Linked DNA regions of Mus musculus: all the other regions are linked to region 1. A link is a contact called in public ChIA-PET, HiChIP or PLAC-seq, Micro-C and promoter capture Hi-C data. All regions are on one chromosome and are shown on one strand. The core of a region is the stretch at or near the end of the contact, and the rest is flanking DNA. Distances in the headings are between cores, read along the strand shown.

The links. Promoter capture Hi-C pulls out the DNA fragments that hold promoters and counts their contacts. A called contact is a pair of places that touch in the nucleus more often than the background predicts. ChIA-PET counts read pairs in DNA pulled down with a chosen protein or histone mark. HiChIP or PLAC-seq counts read pairs in DNA pulled down with a chosen protein or histone mark.
Region 2: a promoter capture Hi-C map of embryonic stem cells shows a contact between it and region 1, with 7 times the contacts expected there. The contact joins the promoter of Cldn10 here to the promoter of Sox21 in region 1. A contact is called at or near these places in 4 of 39 promoter capture datasets (cranial neural crest, embryonic stem cells, hippocampal neurons and 1 more), 1 of 484 Hi-C or Micro-C datasets (embryonic stem cells), 10 of 115 datasets of contacts at active chromatin or transcription factors (astrocytes, embryonic forebrain, embryonic hindbrain and 3 more) and 1 of 9 other capture datasets (embryonic stem cells).
Region 3: a contact with region 1 is called in an H3K4me3 HiChIP or PLAC-seq map of embryonic stem cells, with 9 times the contacts expected there. The contact joins the enhancer-like site here to the promoter of Sox21 in region 1. A contact is called at or near these places in 19 of 39 promoter capture datasets (the 3T3-L1 cell line, 3T3-L1-derived adipocytes, the C10 cell line and 11 more), 3 of 15 datasets of contacts at CTCF or cohesin (embryonic stem cells, large pre-B cells and stem cell-derived epiblast-like cells), 4 of 484 Hi-C or Micro-C datasets (the G1E-ER4 cell line, bone marrow-derived macrophages and reprogramming fibroblasts), 15 of 115 datasets of contacts at active chromatin or transcription factors (astrocytes, embryonic forebrain, embryonic midbrain and 6 more) and 3 of 9 other capture datasets (adipose tissue, embryonic stem cells and embryonic tail).
Region 4: an RNA polymerase II ChIA-PET map of memory CD8 T cells shows a contact between it and region 1, with 12 read pairs. The contact joins the enhancer-like site here to the promoter of Sox21 in region 1. A contact is called at or near these places in 4 of 39 promoter capture datasets (cranial neural crest, embryonic stem cells, hematopoietic stem and progenitor cells and 1 more), 3 of 115 datasets of contacts at active chromatin or transcription factors (differentiating embryonic stem cells, memory CD8 T cells and stem cell-derived neural progenitor cells) and 2 of 9 other capture datasets (adipose tissue and embryonic stem cells).
Region 5: a contact with region 1 is called in a Micro-C map of embryonic stem cells, with 8 times the contacts expected there. The contact joins the enhancer-like site here to the promoter of Sox21 in region 1. A contact is called at or near these places in 1 of 39 promoter capture datasets (stem cell-derived epiblast-like cells), 1 of 484 Hi-C or Micro-C datasets (embryonic stem cells), 1 of 115 datasets of contacts at active chromatin or transcription factors (embryonic stem cells) and 1 of 9 other capture datasets (embryonic stem cells).

Annotation. Positions count from the first base shown.
Region 1 is chr14:118,235,767-118,238,466 of GRCm38.p6, forward strand. It overlaps Sox21 (SRY (sex determining region Y)-box 21), which reads right to left and starts at 1,264. Exons shown (of 1, transcript NM_177753.3): 1 at 1-1,264. It overlaps Gm4675 (predicted gene 4675), which reads left to right and starts at 466. Exons shown (of 3, transcript NR_131969.1): 1 at 466-1,178.
Region 2 is chr14:118,853,655-118,856,354 of GRCm38.p6, forward strand. It overlaps Cldn10 (claudin 10), which reads left to right and starts at 1,296. Exons shown (of 5, transcript NM_021386.4): 1 at 1,296-1,555. The coding sequence starts at 1,336.
Region 3 is chr14:118,802,838-118,805,575 of GRCm38.p6, forward strand. It overlaps a transcript of Cldn10 not described here. Among named protein-coding and RNA genes, the nearest start is that of Gm41248, 6.2 kb to the right of the region's middle. Within about 2 kb of position 1,379, at least 11 of the 459 cell types and tissues checked have an H3K27ac peak or open chromatin away from gene starts, as enhancers often do. A contact at or near this core is called in embryonic stem cells, where this site is marked.
Region 4 is chr14:118,891,791-118,894,490 of GRCm38.p6, forward strand. Dzip1 (DAZ interacting protein 1) reads right to left here. Exons shown (of 22, transcript NM_025943.3): 14 at 1-42. Among named protein-coding and RNA genes, the nearest start is that of Dzip1, 32 kb to the right of the region's middle. Within about 2 kb of position 1,396, at least 20 of the 459 cell types and tissues checked have an H3K27ac peak or open chromatin away from gene starts, as enhancers often do. A contact at or near this core is called in memory CD8 T cells, where this site is marked.
Region 5 is chr14:119,005,859-119,008,558 of GRCm38.p6, forward strand. It overlaps Uggt2 (UDP-glucose glycoprotein glucosyltransferase 2), which reads right to left. Exons shown (of 39, transcript NM_001081252.2): 33 at 2,205-2,289; 34 at 1,287-1,469. Among named protein-coding and RNA genes, the nearest start is that of Dnajc3, 69 kb to the left of the region's middle. Within about 2 kb of position 1,378, at least 375 of the 459 cell types and tissues checked have an H3K27ac peak or open chromatin away from gene starts, as enhancers often do. A contact at or near this core is called in embryonic stem cells and stem cell-derived epiblast-like cells, where this site is marked.

The DNA of each region.
Region 1 (2,700 bases), core at 14-2,513:
CGCGCGGGAAGAGAGGACCAGACGACCAGCCCTGGGTCGGGGCGCTGCGTCCCGGACCGCTTTGGTCTGTCTGGTCGAGCTCTAAGAAAAAATCCTCTCCGGGACCCTGAAACTTCTCCTCGGTGTCCCCACTCCGCGGTGTCACTCTGCCCTCTGCTTTTTTGTCCTCTGTCCCGTTGCTTTGGCTCGCCAACTCCCTGCAGGTGGCCGCTGCCTGGTTCTGCTCTCCCCTCTCCTCTGTCTTCAGCGCCTTAAAAGCCAAGCAGCCCCGAAAGTTGAGCGGCGGAGGATCCACCAAGTTGAGCCGAGAAGCCCGCCGCCGCGTGCTGCCAAGTGCCAAAGGGGGCTCTCGGCGGCTGGAGTGTTTGGGTTCTCCCCGGTGACTTTCTCATTTGACAGAAGCAGATGGGAGTGGGGGAGGGGTGGCCGCGAAGAGGAAGAGGAGGGGTAGGGTCGGGGCGCGCAGAGCAGGGCGGCGGACAGAAACACAAACACTGCAGCGGCCCGTCTTCTGTGTCGGGGTCAGGGCGCGCTGATGGAACCCCCAATCCTGTAGTTCTGCTGAGGGCTGACGCTGTCCCCGGGCACCTGCCTGGAGAATCTTGCTGCCGGGCTTTGGCACAGGAGAGGAGAGGAAGGAGGCGGGCTGAGGTTTTGAGTTAGCCTGAGTCGCCGGGCCTCAGTGGAGACTGTCCGGGTTCTCCGACTCGCTGCTGCAGGCTGTCCCCGGGGCCATGCTTGCTCCGCTGGCTCCCAGCTTCCCCGGGCGCACTGAAGGTCTCGGGCTCCCGGAGCACTCCAGAAGCGGAGGGCTGCTCGGTGCGGCGCGGCCGGCCAGGCCCGGGCGCCTTCTCCCAGCTCCGGTCGCAGCAGCCAGACACTTGCAACTAACTTCTCCCAAGTTTCCGGCCCGGGCTCAGCCGCGCCCCTCTCGGTGAGCGCGCCTCCGAGCGTGCGCCCGCGTGGGTGCCGCGCCCGCGAGCCCCTGGGTCCCGGCTACTCCGGGCGCCGCAGGCTGGAAGGATGCAGGGATCCAGGTCCTGGAGGAGGACGGGGATTAAAGAAAACGTGCTATATCACCTCAGATCGCAGGTCTGCTCTGGGGCTGCTCCTGCTTTCCCAGCTCCGGGCCCAGGCTTTCGCTCCGCCGCTTCCGAGGCGACTGCAGCCCGGCTCAGGTGAGTGTCGCCACCTGCGAGTGTTGGCGCCGGCAGCGGGCGCTGGGTGTGCATGTCCAGCCGCGGCCGTGTGTGAGTGTGTGTGTATATCCTGGGAGTGCGGAGGAGGAGCCGGGGAGTCCAGGAGGGAGGAGGGACCAGCGGAGCCTCCTCCCGTCCCCCCTCCCAACACTCCTCCTCCTACTCTTTTTTCACTTTGAGTGCAGGTTTAGGCGAGTGGAGTGTCCGCCGCGCGCCGCGGAGTCTGCGCACTGTTTGGAGCTTGGTGTCGCCGGCGGCTCCCCTGTTCTGCCCAGCGCTGCTGGTGCTCTGCTGGCTGCTCTTCCGGGAGGATGAAAGCGGTACACCAGAGGAAAAGAGCTTCAGAAACTGGCGAGGAAGAGGGTTGAGCCTGGGGGTGGGAGTGGGGGAAGAGTCTTTGAAAGTGTTTGAGACTGTTCCGAATGGCAAGAAAGTACTCATTTTCCTTGGAGGGCCAGGTGTGACTCGCAACAGACGCCTCCGGCAGTTTCTTGCCTCATGGTTGCACTCAGAGGTAGTGGAGTGGAAAGTAGCCCAGGATGGACAGAACATTTTTGGCAAGCCTTTGGAAAAGGAATGAGCCTAGGTTGAGCCCGCATCCCCTTCTGAATACACAGCTTTTTTAAACAGTTGTCTTCTGTCTTGTTTTGCCTTCTTTTAATTCTGGTCGTCAGAGCTATCTCTGTGTTGTTTCTTTAACGTTTGCAGTCTCTCAACGATAGGGCAAAGCTGCTTCAAATCAAAAGCATAAATCATTTCTCTAAATAAAAATTTTAAAAATGTTCTACTCTGACAGTTTTTATGCTGTTGAGCCAGTTTTCTTGCTTGGTAGTTAGAGCTATTATAATTGACGCTATACACAATCAAAAATCAAATAGCACCCCCGAATATTCCTGGGGAACCCCCCTCCTCAGGGACTTTGTGTTTCAGGCAGATTACTTGTCTTCCTTTGGCTGTTTGCAAGTAACACATTCGTATACACGGTTAGCTTTTTTTAAAATGTCTTTTTGCAATTTATGTCCAGTTTGTACACACACGGGACCTTTGAACCATTGATTTGTAATCAGGGCATTAACATGAATTGGTTTGCACTCCTATTTATTTAAGAATTGGGCTTGTTTTGTTGCTCATTTAAATTGAAGAAGGCGATGGCTTTTGAAATGTTTGTTGTGATAACAGACATGCCAGTCAGCAGTGGCATGTTAAGTGGGTTTCTGTTTTCCTTAGCTGTCATGTTTGTAAATGCTTATTTTGTATTGTTTTTGCTCTCCTGTTGCTAAAACAATTGAACTGATTCCTCTAGAATCATAATTCTTTACCTCACTTTTGTAGACACTGTCATTCAGACTCTGGGTGGTGCGATGCTAAGACTCTGGCAAGTGTAATTACATAGACTAGGATATTAAATACACTGTTTCATGATGATAAACTACAAAATTACTGTCTCTGAGCTTTCAACCTACCAACTTGCATAATAGTTTTGAGACAAAATATTACCCAC
Region 2 (2,700 bases), core at 46-2,545, 620 kb after region 1:
CTGACCTGCACACACACACACACACACACACACACACACACACACTCACACACACTCGCACAGCACACACACATATTCTCACACATGCATGCATACAGATACGCACACAAGCCGCACCCACACGCCCACACACTCTCACCTACTGTGTGCATACACTCACACACATGCACAAACACTATGCACACACTCATAATTCTCTCTCTCACTCACACAAGCAAGATAAAAACAAAAGTCGAGAAGGGCTGGGGAGATACACAATCAGTAAAGCTTGAGTTTGGATCCCCAGCCCCTCTGTAAAAGGCCAGACCCGCGGTGGGTGTACAGCTGGGGAGGGAGGCAAAGAAAGGGAATCCCTGAGACTCGCGGCACGGGCCTAGGCCAATCTGAAAGACAAGTCGCAGTGAGAAGGACCACTAAACAAAGTAGATGGCACCAGGGGCTGCTCTCTGGTCTCCACACTCACAGACACACACACGCACACGCACACACAACTGAGCAAAGATTCATAGACATCTCTCTCTTGCTTCAGAACCCTCCCAGACCAGACTCCCCAAACTGAAAGTGTGTTGCTCTGGGGGGAAAACGAGTCAAATGACAGCCCCATATCTAGTGCATTAATTAGCCAAGACCCTCACGGGGCTCTCTGGAACTTGAGCTGGGCTCATCGGCTACCTCCCAATTAAGTCTGAGCTTCCTGATTAATACTTTCCACATGCCACTAGGCCGAAGAGAACTGAATTTTAAGGGGAAGGCCAGTTTCAGTCCCAGTATGCCCCTCTTCACAAGCCAAACAGGGTCACGCAAACAAGCGTTGCTCACTGGCCTTTTGCATTCAGCAAAGCGAGGCTGCGTTACCATACCGTTTCTTTTCAGGGCACACCAAAGTTGTTTCTGTTCTGCTTTTGCAAGGCACCCAGTGAGTCAAGCTATTTGCCGCGGGTAGGGCTGAGTCGGGGTGGCTCGGTGGGAGGCGCAGCAGGCTATCCACATCTGGTTGTCCCTGGACAGCACCAATAAAAGAGCCGGTTTCCGCGGCTCCTCTGTGAGAGATTTGGGAACCTCGGGCCCGGGGGGAGAGGGGAGAGCGCTGGTCTGAGGGCTTTGCGATTGCAGACGACGGGCCAGCTGCTGGGGGCGGGGGACCCAGGAGGTACCCCAAGACCTCCCCGCGCGCTCTGGGTGCCCTGACAGTACTGTGAGTGCGGGTCCGCCAGTGCCCTCAAGTGCCCAGTGGGCGGGACGGAGGCGGTGACCGGGGGCGGAGCCTCGGGGCTGGGCGCGTGGGGGTCGCGGCAGCGGGATCGGGAACCAGCGAGAGCGCCGCTGCAGCCCAGCATGGCTAGCACGGCCTTGGAAATCGTCGCCTTCGTAGTCTCCATCTCGGGCTGGGTGCTAGTGTCTTCCACACTGCCCACCGACTACTGGAAGGTCTCCACCATCGATGGCACTGTCATCACCACAGCCACTTATTTTGCCAACCTGTGGAAGATCTGCGTTACCGATTCCACCGGTGTCGCCAACTGCAAGGAGTTCCCCTCCATGCTGGCGTTGGATGGTCTGCATCTCTTTGGGACCCCATCCCCATCCCTGCTCCTTGCTGGCTTTCCAAGCGGGCGCGTCCTCTTATGGACCGGCCGTGGGATTCCCGGGTGGGGGAGGCTGGGTCTTATACTCTGCCCCGGGAGGGTCTGCGATGCCCGCTGTCTACGGATGGGTGTCCGGTGGGGCGTCTTCTGAGCCTGGGAACCCCTGGTGGTGACGAGTAGGATCAATTCAGGTAGTTGTGGCGCACAAGGCTGGTCCCGCGTCTGTCTGGGACTGAGTGTAGGGCAGCAGAGGCTGGCCACCCCACGACCAAAATCTGATTCTCATTAAAATGACACCACTGAGATCCATGAATGCTCGCCTTGATATCGCTTTAGCGGGTTCATTGAGTCTTTGAAAAGCCAGGCACGGAGGAGAGGCAAAAGAACCATATTGAAGTTTGTTGCTGTTTTCCTTTAAAATCCCTCCTACAAACTTGAGGGCTTGAGCTTCATTCTTTTTCTCAGTTTCAAGAAAATCAGTAGCCCTTGCTCATACGGGGGGTGGGGGTGAAGTGGCTCAGAGGGCAGGGGACGTTGGACAGCAGAGATCAACAGGATGAGTGACCACTCTTCCAGGCTTTGTGCAAGCATTCTGGGTCTTCTTCGCTTGGTATATGAATATATATATATATATATATATATATATATATATATATATATATATAAATTGGAGATAGATATTAACATAGGAAGATGTTATATTTATAATTTATATAATTTATATATTTATATATTTTATATTATATTTATATTTATATATATTTTATATTATATGTATATATATATTGGAGATATATATATATATATACATATATTGGAGATAGATATTACCATAGGAAACTGACCGTTTAGTTTCCAGGGTATAGTCAATACAGTATAATGCTCGTTCATGTTCTAGGCTCTTCCAGGGTTTTGCAAATGACTAAATGGATTCTGGCAGAAACTTAAGAAGAGCAGCTTGCTCCACTTCTAGATGTGAGGCGTTTTCCTTTTCTTTATTATTCCTCTTGCCATTTTTATTTGCATAGCTGGGTAAATAGAAGACTTGATTCCCCTAAGACAGTGCTTGCCACAAAGGGCAAACTGTTGCTCAATTCAGTGTTCTGTGGAAGCT
Region 3 (2,738 bases), core at 129-2,628, 570 kb after region 1:
TTCAATTACTTTTAATGACTAGTATCTCTGAAGCTACAAAACTTTACAGACTGCTCAAAGAGAAAAACACACCTAACATACTAAATACACACCTAACATACTGCATGGGATGTTTCCCATAGCCCCTAACAGAAAATTTAATTAAAATATTATTTTTCTGCAGCCTAATGGTCGTGACCACAGGACTCTGTCTGACCACATGTTCAAGTGTGTTCATCACTGCAGCATGATTTTGTTAGCATTTCCCAAAGAAGATAATTCATATCTTCTCTCTAAAAATGCTTTAGCTGGGCATGGTGGTGCATGCTTTTAATCCTGCCACTTGGGAGGCAGAGGCAGGCAGATATCTGTAGCTTCAAGGCCAGTTTGCTCTACATAGCAAGTTCTAGGACAGTCAGGGCCAGAGAGAGAGAGAGAGACAGAGAGAGAGAGAGAGAGAGAGAGAGAGAGAGAGAGAGAGAGAGAGAGAGAGAGAGAGAGAGATCCTGCCCCAAGAAAACAAACAAACAGATAAATTGTGTGTGTGTTCTCCAATGCACATGCTGTACACAGCTCATGTGTGTCCAGTGTACATGCTTGTACACAGTTCATGTGTGTGGAGATCAGAAAACCATCTCGAAGGATCAATCTTAGGTCACCATGCATGGTGCAAATATGTTTACCCGCTGCACCACCTCACCAGCTCCATTCTATATCTTCTTGAGGTGCAAAGAGATTGTTCTTGGCTTCTTTCTTTTAGAAGTGTTTGATGATGTAAATTGGATTCATAGAGTTTAATTGGTATTTTATATAAAAATAAATTAAATTCAAAATCCCCCCAAAAAACAGAAATGCTGATCTGTGTTCCTCTCTATATTGCATAATAACCCAGTGTCTAGTAAAAATAAGGGCTCTGTGGGTTCATTTGTTGGATGGGTGGATTTATTTATTCATGAATAAATTTTTATTCATGAGTGAACATATTTATTCACTCATTACACCTCGTCTTCCTCTTGAATTTTATCTGCCATTTTCTTTATTCTTTGGACTTAGTAACACTTCTTGTATCGTTTTTTCAATAAAGGAGTTGAATAAATGCATATTGGCCCGAATTGAAAAGAGAAATAGAAGCAGACAGAAAATCTCTAGCAGATTGAACCGAAAAAAATCTCCCAGTGAGTTGCAAATTAATCCAGGCAATGCTCCGGATGTTTTGGATGAGGGAATTGTCCCAGACAGGTCACAGCGTCTTACTAACCTGGATTTGCTTAAAGGACGATTCCTCTAATCCAAAGCTTCCTGGGATTTTAATTAAATTACTAAACAACATGCAGAGCAAGCAAAGTTTGGTTTCAAGATGACTTAGCAGGACGCCTCTGGTTTGACCCTAAAAACAAAGACTGCCCAGCCCAGTGAAAAGATTGCATCGGGCCAAATGGGGATGAGTGCAAACAAGCTGACAGAGGTTTCTATTTACTGTGATAACCGAAGCAATAAAAGTGTGTACTGAGGGCTACTCTTTTTATTTGGGGGTGAGGGTGGGAGGGGGAGATGGCTCAGTACGCCAGCTTCTTCTGCAGGGGACCCAGGTTCCATTCCCAACAACACATGGTGGCTCGCTACTGTCTGTTAACTCCAGTTCCGGGGGGATTCTCACGCCCTCTTCTGGCCTCCGTGGGTACTGCACTCATGTGACACTACATAAAACTAAACAAATCCTTAAAATTTGAAAGCTATTATTCTGTTGTGCAGGTGATGTCTGTATGGGTGTGTATGCCAGGGCACATGTATGGAAGTCAGAGGGCAGGTTTGTGGAGTGGGCACTCTCCCATCCTGGGCTCAAGGGATCAGACTCACGTGACCCAGCTTGTGTGGTAAGCACCTTTACCCACTGAGCCATCTCACCTGCCTTGAGGGTTAAAGTTTAATTCTGCTCCCTTTAAATATAAACTACACTGCCATTGCCACTCCAGGCAGACTAACTTGCTGTCTTGTCTCCTCTCCTTTCTTTCTTTTCTTACTCCACTGTGAGGCTCTCTCCTGCCTTGGGTACCTGTCCGTCACTCCTACAGAGCCCCTAACTCTTCTGTTCCTGCTCTTTTCTGTCCTGCTGCACTTTAACAAGCCTCATGATGTCATGCACATGAGCAGCCGAACAGCCCTTCCAGCCATTCCTACGACAAATGCCTACTAGGCATCTTCTATATGCATTAAATCTTCTTGTTTGGGGTGTAGATCACTGAAGAGAGAGTCGTTGTTTCTGGGCTGCTGCTGCTGCTGTTGTTATTGTTGTTGTTTTGGAAGATTCCAATTTGGAATCAGGATAGAAGCATAGAAGTCAGAAGAATAGATTATGCTCGTATATGCACATTTATACACACTGTATATGCCTGCTATGTATGTATGTGTAGTTTAGGTGCATTCGTATCCTTCAGCAAAGGTGATTAGGAGCCTTTCAAAGGAAGGCAGCATACAGTCAATGAATCTATAATTTTCTTTTTCTGCAATGTCTGTCTGGTTATCATCTCAGGGCAATATTGGTGTGGTAATTTGAATTGTGTATGGGTGGTATCTACACCTCAGAAGAAGGTTTATGAAGTTGGTTTGTTTTTTTGTTTTTTTTTTTCATTAAAAGTCATTGGTTTGTTGACTGTGGATCCCATTCCTTTAATAGAGCTGCCTTGTCTGGCCTCAGTGGGAGAGGACACACCTAGTTCTGCAGTGACTTGATGTGCTGGGTGGGGGGAACTCAGATGAGA
Region 4 (2,700 bases), core at 146-2,645, 660 kb after region 1:
GTTCTTCTATTGGTTCCAGTATGTGTGAAGAGAACACTTGCTCTGTCAATGAAGAAGAAAAGGAGTTACACGAATACATTTGTTTGCTTCCAAATAATTTATACAGACATACATAGGTATATACAAGCTACTATATGCACATATCCCCCGATATATTTTGCCTAAATAGCAAAGATCTATTGGGAAATACTAAGGCAATAACTTCTGATTTTATTATTTTAGTTTATTTATTTATTTATTTATTTTTAAAGATAGGGTCTTATATAGCTGAGGCTGGCCTTGAACTCTCTTTATAGTGAGCAGTGACCTTTAACCTTGATCCTGCTTCCACCTCCTACACGGTTGGGTTGTGAGCATGGTCCACCATGCCTGGCTGAGGCGGCAACAACTGGCCACTTTTTCAGGAACTCTCCGATTTCTAGGTATTCTCTATTAACTTCAATTATTTTTAAATTACATATTTCGAGGACTCAAGCCTCTCATGCCTTAATCTCTCGCTGACACATGAGATACAACTTAAAAAGTTCTTTCCCATGAGCCATCTGTTTAAAATACAACAGCAGAGATAAAGCCAAGTAGAAGCCAGACCGTCCGTCCAAGAGGGACGGATTAGAACTTCATAGCACACACCTATGCCTGGCCACCTGCTGGAACTCTTAACTTTTGGCTAGGAGAAGCTGGCAAAGATGAAAAGAGCGAGTAAAACTCGAGTGTGAAGCAAGAGCGGGTAAGCAGTCACACGGAGACACAATCTTACAGATATCCAAGGCCCCAAACTCCAGCTCTGTCTTAGAGAGCCCCCAGGGCGAGGCTACAGGCTGGAGATGAGCCTGGCCTTACAGTAGGGTGAAGTGGAGAGAGCTATCCCATCTCACCCAGGACATGAGTTGGAGACTGGGAAATACGATGCCCGGTTGACTTTTACCAGGGACATGACTTTTATCCATCTGCACAAGGAAATCTGCCAGGAGCTCTATCAAACCAAGCCCCATCCTGGGAAGGGATGAAAGACACATGGGGAAGGTGCTGGGGCAGGGGCCGTGGCGGCATTCGGGATTGAGGCACCGGCAACAGGCAACCATCAAGCTGGCTTACAGGATACACAGCTCACCCACCTGCAGCTCAGAGACCACAGAGCACTTTTCCTCCTGACACTCTTTCACCCGCCTCCCCCCCGTCACCCTAAGCAGTCAAAGAATCTCTAACTATGCTGTATATAAGTGCCAGGCCATCCACCAGGCCATCCACGCTCGAGGTCACACTCCTGTCCCTCACTGTGGGAAGGTTTTCGATCCAAGTCTGACTGGAAAATAAAAGGCTCGCATGCACGATTGCAGGGGCCTCCACAGTTCTTGAGCTCTCACGGGTTTCGTGCAGAGCTGGGGCATAACACCTTCCTACCACAGGAAGCAATAAAAGCTGAGAGTCCCTCTCAGACAAGACAAGCTACAAAGAAGCCTCTGAGACCAGACCAGAGACCATCAGAGCTTTCCAGAAGTCTAGAACAGTCATTTGGAAAAAACTCTAATGTGATGAGTTCCCTGCAGGCCGTGGAGTGTGCTCCAGGTTCCAGGCATTAGCGAGCTGTCGCGCATGCTCCCATGCACCCATGTCCCTCGGTGGAGCTGTTGCCTGAATCATTTCTGCTTCTGTAAGTAGCCAGCTCTTAGGGAAGAACTGTTAGGTCCACAGTTACCAATAGCCCAAGCTGCTCTTTCCAGCCTTGATTCTTTGGACATACTCTGTCCAAGCCACTGTCTCCATAATCCAGCTCTCCAATCCTTCATGCCCAGCATGATCAAGGACATCCAAAGGCTACGCATGTCCACAGAAACACCTCGACAAGTGGAGTCTTGTGCTTAGTCCTCCTTGAATAATCAGAACCAACATCTCCCTCAAGTCTCTTCTGTGTGCTCTGTGCTCAGCTAAGTGATTAGCTGTGCCACTACTATAGTCAGTGTTTGCCTGCTACATATTCTGCCCATTGTCTGCCCTACCTAGAATGCCATTCCAACACATTCATTTTTGCCTCCATGACTCAAATTGCCAGAGACTGACAACCCATATCACCATAGTCTATCTGTTCCCTTGTAATAACACAATGGCAACTATTTGGTTATTTTGTAGACTGCAAATTCCTTAAGGACAGACTTTGTTTCCATTTATTCCTGAGGCTGCTGCACCTGGCCTTGGCCTTGCACATGCAGGTTATGTTAGCATTCTGTCTAAACTCCACCCCATAGTTACCAGGCAACAACCATGTAGGCCTGACCCACTATAAAAGTGGCTGCTTGCCCTCTCCTCCCTCTCTTACTCTTTCTTCCCCCTTGCCCTCTTGGGCTCTTCCCTTCCCCTCTCTCTCCACGTGTTCATGACCATGGCTGGCCTCTACTTATCTACTCTCTCCCTCTCTCTGCCTTTCTCTGCTTCTACTACCCTCTTAACTCTTAAATATCGATTAATTAGCACTTTAGTTCCTGCATGGTTCTGTGTGCATAGGTGTATAAGTGTGTGTGTGTGTGCATGTGTGTGTTCATATGTTCTGTGTATGTACATCTGTGCATATGTCTATGTATGCTGTGTGTGTATGTGCACGGGTATTCATATGTGTGTACAATGTGTGTATGTGTGCGCATATGTTCATGTGTGCTATATGTGTATGTGTGTGCATGCGTGTGTGATGTGTGTGTTTGTATGTAT
Region 5 (2,700 bases), core at 128-2,627, 770 kb after region 1:
GAGCCATCTCACCAGCCCCAGCATCTTAATTCTTTTCCTTTCCTTCCTCTGTGGTTCACAAAGAGTTAACCAGCTTAGCCAGAGAGGCTTCTGGCTGCTGACTCACCAGAGTAAGGAGCCCAGCAATAAATTTTTGCATTTAGTCCCCTGCTGTTCTACAATGAGGTGATAAATAGTCTCTGGCCTCAGAGCTCAGACGGCAGTGGCTTAGACTTCACCCAGGCAAGGGCCCTGCTCTCTTCTCTGCCGTCTTTTCCTCCCGGTTGGCTTTTGTTTCCAGGTGGCCTCATTCGTGCTTCTGCACTGAGCTCCTCATCCTCCTGCCTCACTCTCTGCAGTGCTGGACTTAGAAAAAAAGCTGCCCCCATCTCCACTCCATGCTTATCAGCAAATTCTAATATAAAACCTGAAAATACACCTTTGTCCTTGATATGTCGTTTATATCCTGTGAATTCACTTTATATACACGAACACTTAAGTATTCCTGCATTAGAAATTCTGTACACTTGTCAAATATTTTCATGATTACTGATGACAAATATCCTGAAATGAGCTAATAATTCTATACATACAGATTTGGAAATGAAGGTGGCTTTTCATTATCTCCAGCTAAATTTAGAGCCTTTCCTAAGTAAGTCATGGACAGATGGAAACTTGATGGTTTCACTGTTGATGGTGGACGCAGGAGAGAAGGGCCACACTCACCACTCACCGCTAACCTTCCCAGCAAGTCAGCAGCTAGAGGAAAACCCGTGCATACCCGCGCAGGTGCGCGGAACCCGTGCATACCCACGCAGGTGCATGGAACCTGTGCATACCCGCGCAGGTGCGCGGAACCCGTGCGTGCCCGCGCAGGTGCGCGGAACCCGTGCGTGCCCGCGCAGGTGCGCGGAACCCGTGCGTGCCCGCGCAGGTGCGCGGAACCCGTGCGTGCCCGCGCAGGTGCGCGGAACCCGTGCGTACCCGCGCAGGTGCATGGAACTGTTTTTATAACGAATAATGTACACATGTCTTAGTTTTACTTGCCAAATTATACAATAATAATAATGGCTGTTTCAGATAGGAACTGCCATGTTGTACGCAGACGGTACTTCTTGTCACACTTTCCCGTCTGCGCACGCTCTGCTAGTGTGTTTTTAAACTCCAGGTTCTTAGTGGATATAAAAAATGTCGTGTCGTGTATGTCTAAAAACTAACAGTGACAATCAATGAGCAATGCAAATCCTCATGTTCATGTTCAGTTAGATGCAAAGCAAGCTTTAGTAAAAAGTAATCGCTCTTGTTACCTGGTCAGCATCAACAAATATGACTTTGTCCACAGCCAGTGGGAAAAGGACATCAAGGAAAAGGATTTTGTAACCCCAAATGATTCGCTGCTTGTCAGTCTGTTGATGAAGCCAGTGGGGCCACTTATACTGCACAAGCTCATACTGGAATCCATATTCCTTAGCCATGTGAGGAATTACCTCCTAGACACATATAACAAATCAAACAATACATTTTAGAAGAAGCTTACTATAAATCATTATAAAGAAACTGAAAACTGCTTAAATACTATTCTAATAAACTTGTTCCCAAGCTGAAAGGGAGTGTGTGAAGGAGGAAGGGGAGGGAGCGGCAGCAGACGTGTCTGTTGGAGGAAGTACGTCACTGGAGGCGGGCTTTGAGAGTGTTGAAAGACTGCTTCAAGCTTGTGGCTCAGCCTCCTGCTCCAGCTCACGCCCACTGCTTGCTGCCTTGCTTCCCCAAACAGACTCCTCAGGAACTGAGACAGACAGGTAGTTAGGCCAATGACCTTCTGGCTGGAGGGAGGGCCTGGCTACTGTGAACAGAGCAAAGCTACAGGCTTACACCTGCGCACTCACCAGTGTTTATGTTATGCACGAAAGCACCGTACGAAGAAGAAACAGAGAGAAAAAGCAAACCAGAAAGGAAAACCCCGTTTTGAAGAGGCATTACTTTTGCCATGAAGTGCTGCAAGGTTTTTATCCAGAGAATGGTTTTTCTAATTAGTGATAGCATCTGCTAGGACGGATCCTGTATTGTGTCATCTCAGTCCATGTGTTTTCCACTCCCATGCCCTATTTGGCAAATACACATTTAAAAACCTCACATTGAAAAGGGAAATGTTTTCAGAGATTACAATGGTAACAAAGAAATTAGTATCAAGCTTTAGCCACATTGTAAAATAGCCATGTGCTTACTTTAAATGTTGGCGAGAGGTAATTCTTCAGAAACCAGAACTTCACGGGAGTTTCGGTGTTCCGCAGAACAGAAAGCATCATAATCCTAAGTCAAAGGACATGGAGACAAATACAGGGTAACTTATATTCAGAGGCCTTTAAATGATGACTTATGAATACACATTGTGAAATATGTAGAGGTAAACTAAAACACCTTCAGACATTATGGCTGTGACAATAGGCAGTGCATAAGGATGTAAGGGTGCAAATATCACAGAGCCACTGTGTGATCAATACAAGGCTTTCAGAAGAGAAGGGACTGGTGCATTCTGGGACTCTGCCATGTGGTTGCTTTACCCAGGCCTTTCAGTGAAGGAGAGAGGCGCGCCCCTGAAAGTGCTCTCTAAAGCACCAGGATCAGAACTGAAATATCTCTGAGGCATTCTTTGTGGTCCTTTATATAAACTCTTAAAAATATTCTTTAAATTCTGAATACCATCTTCTTCTTCTCCACTGA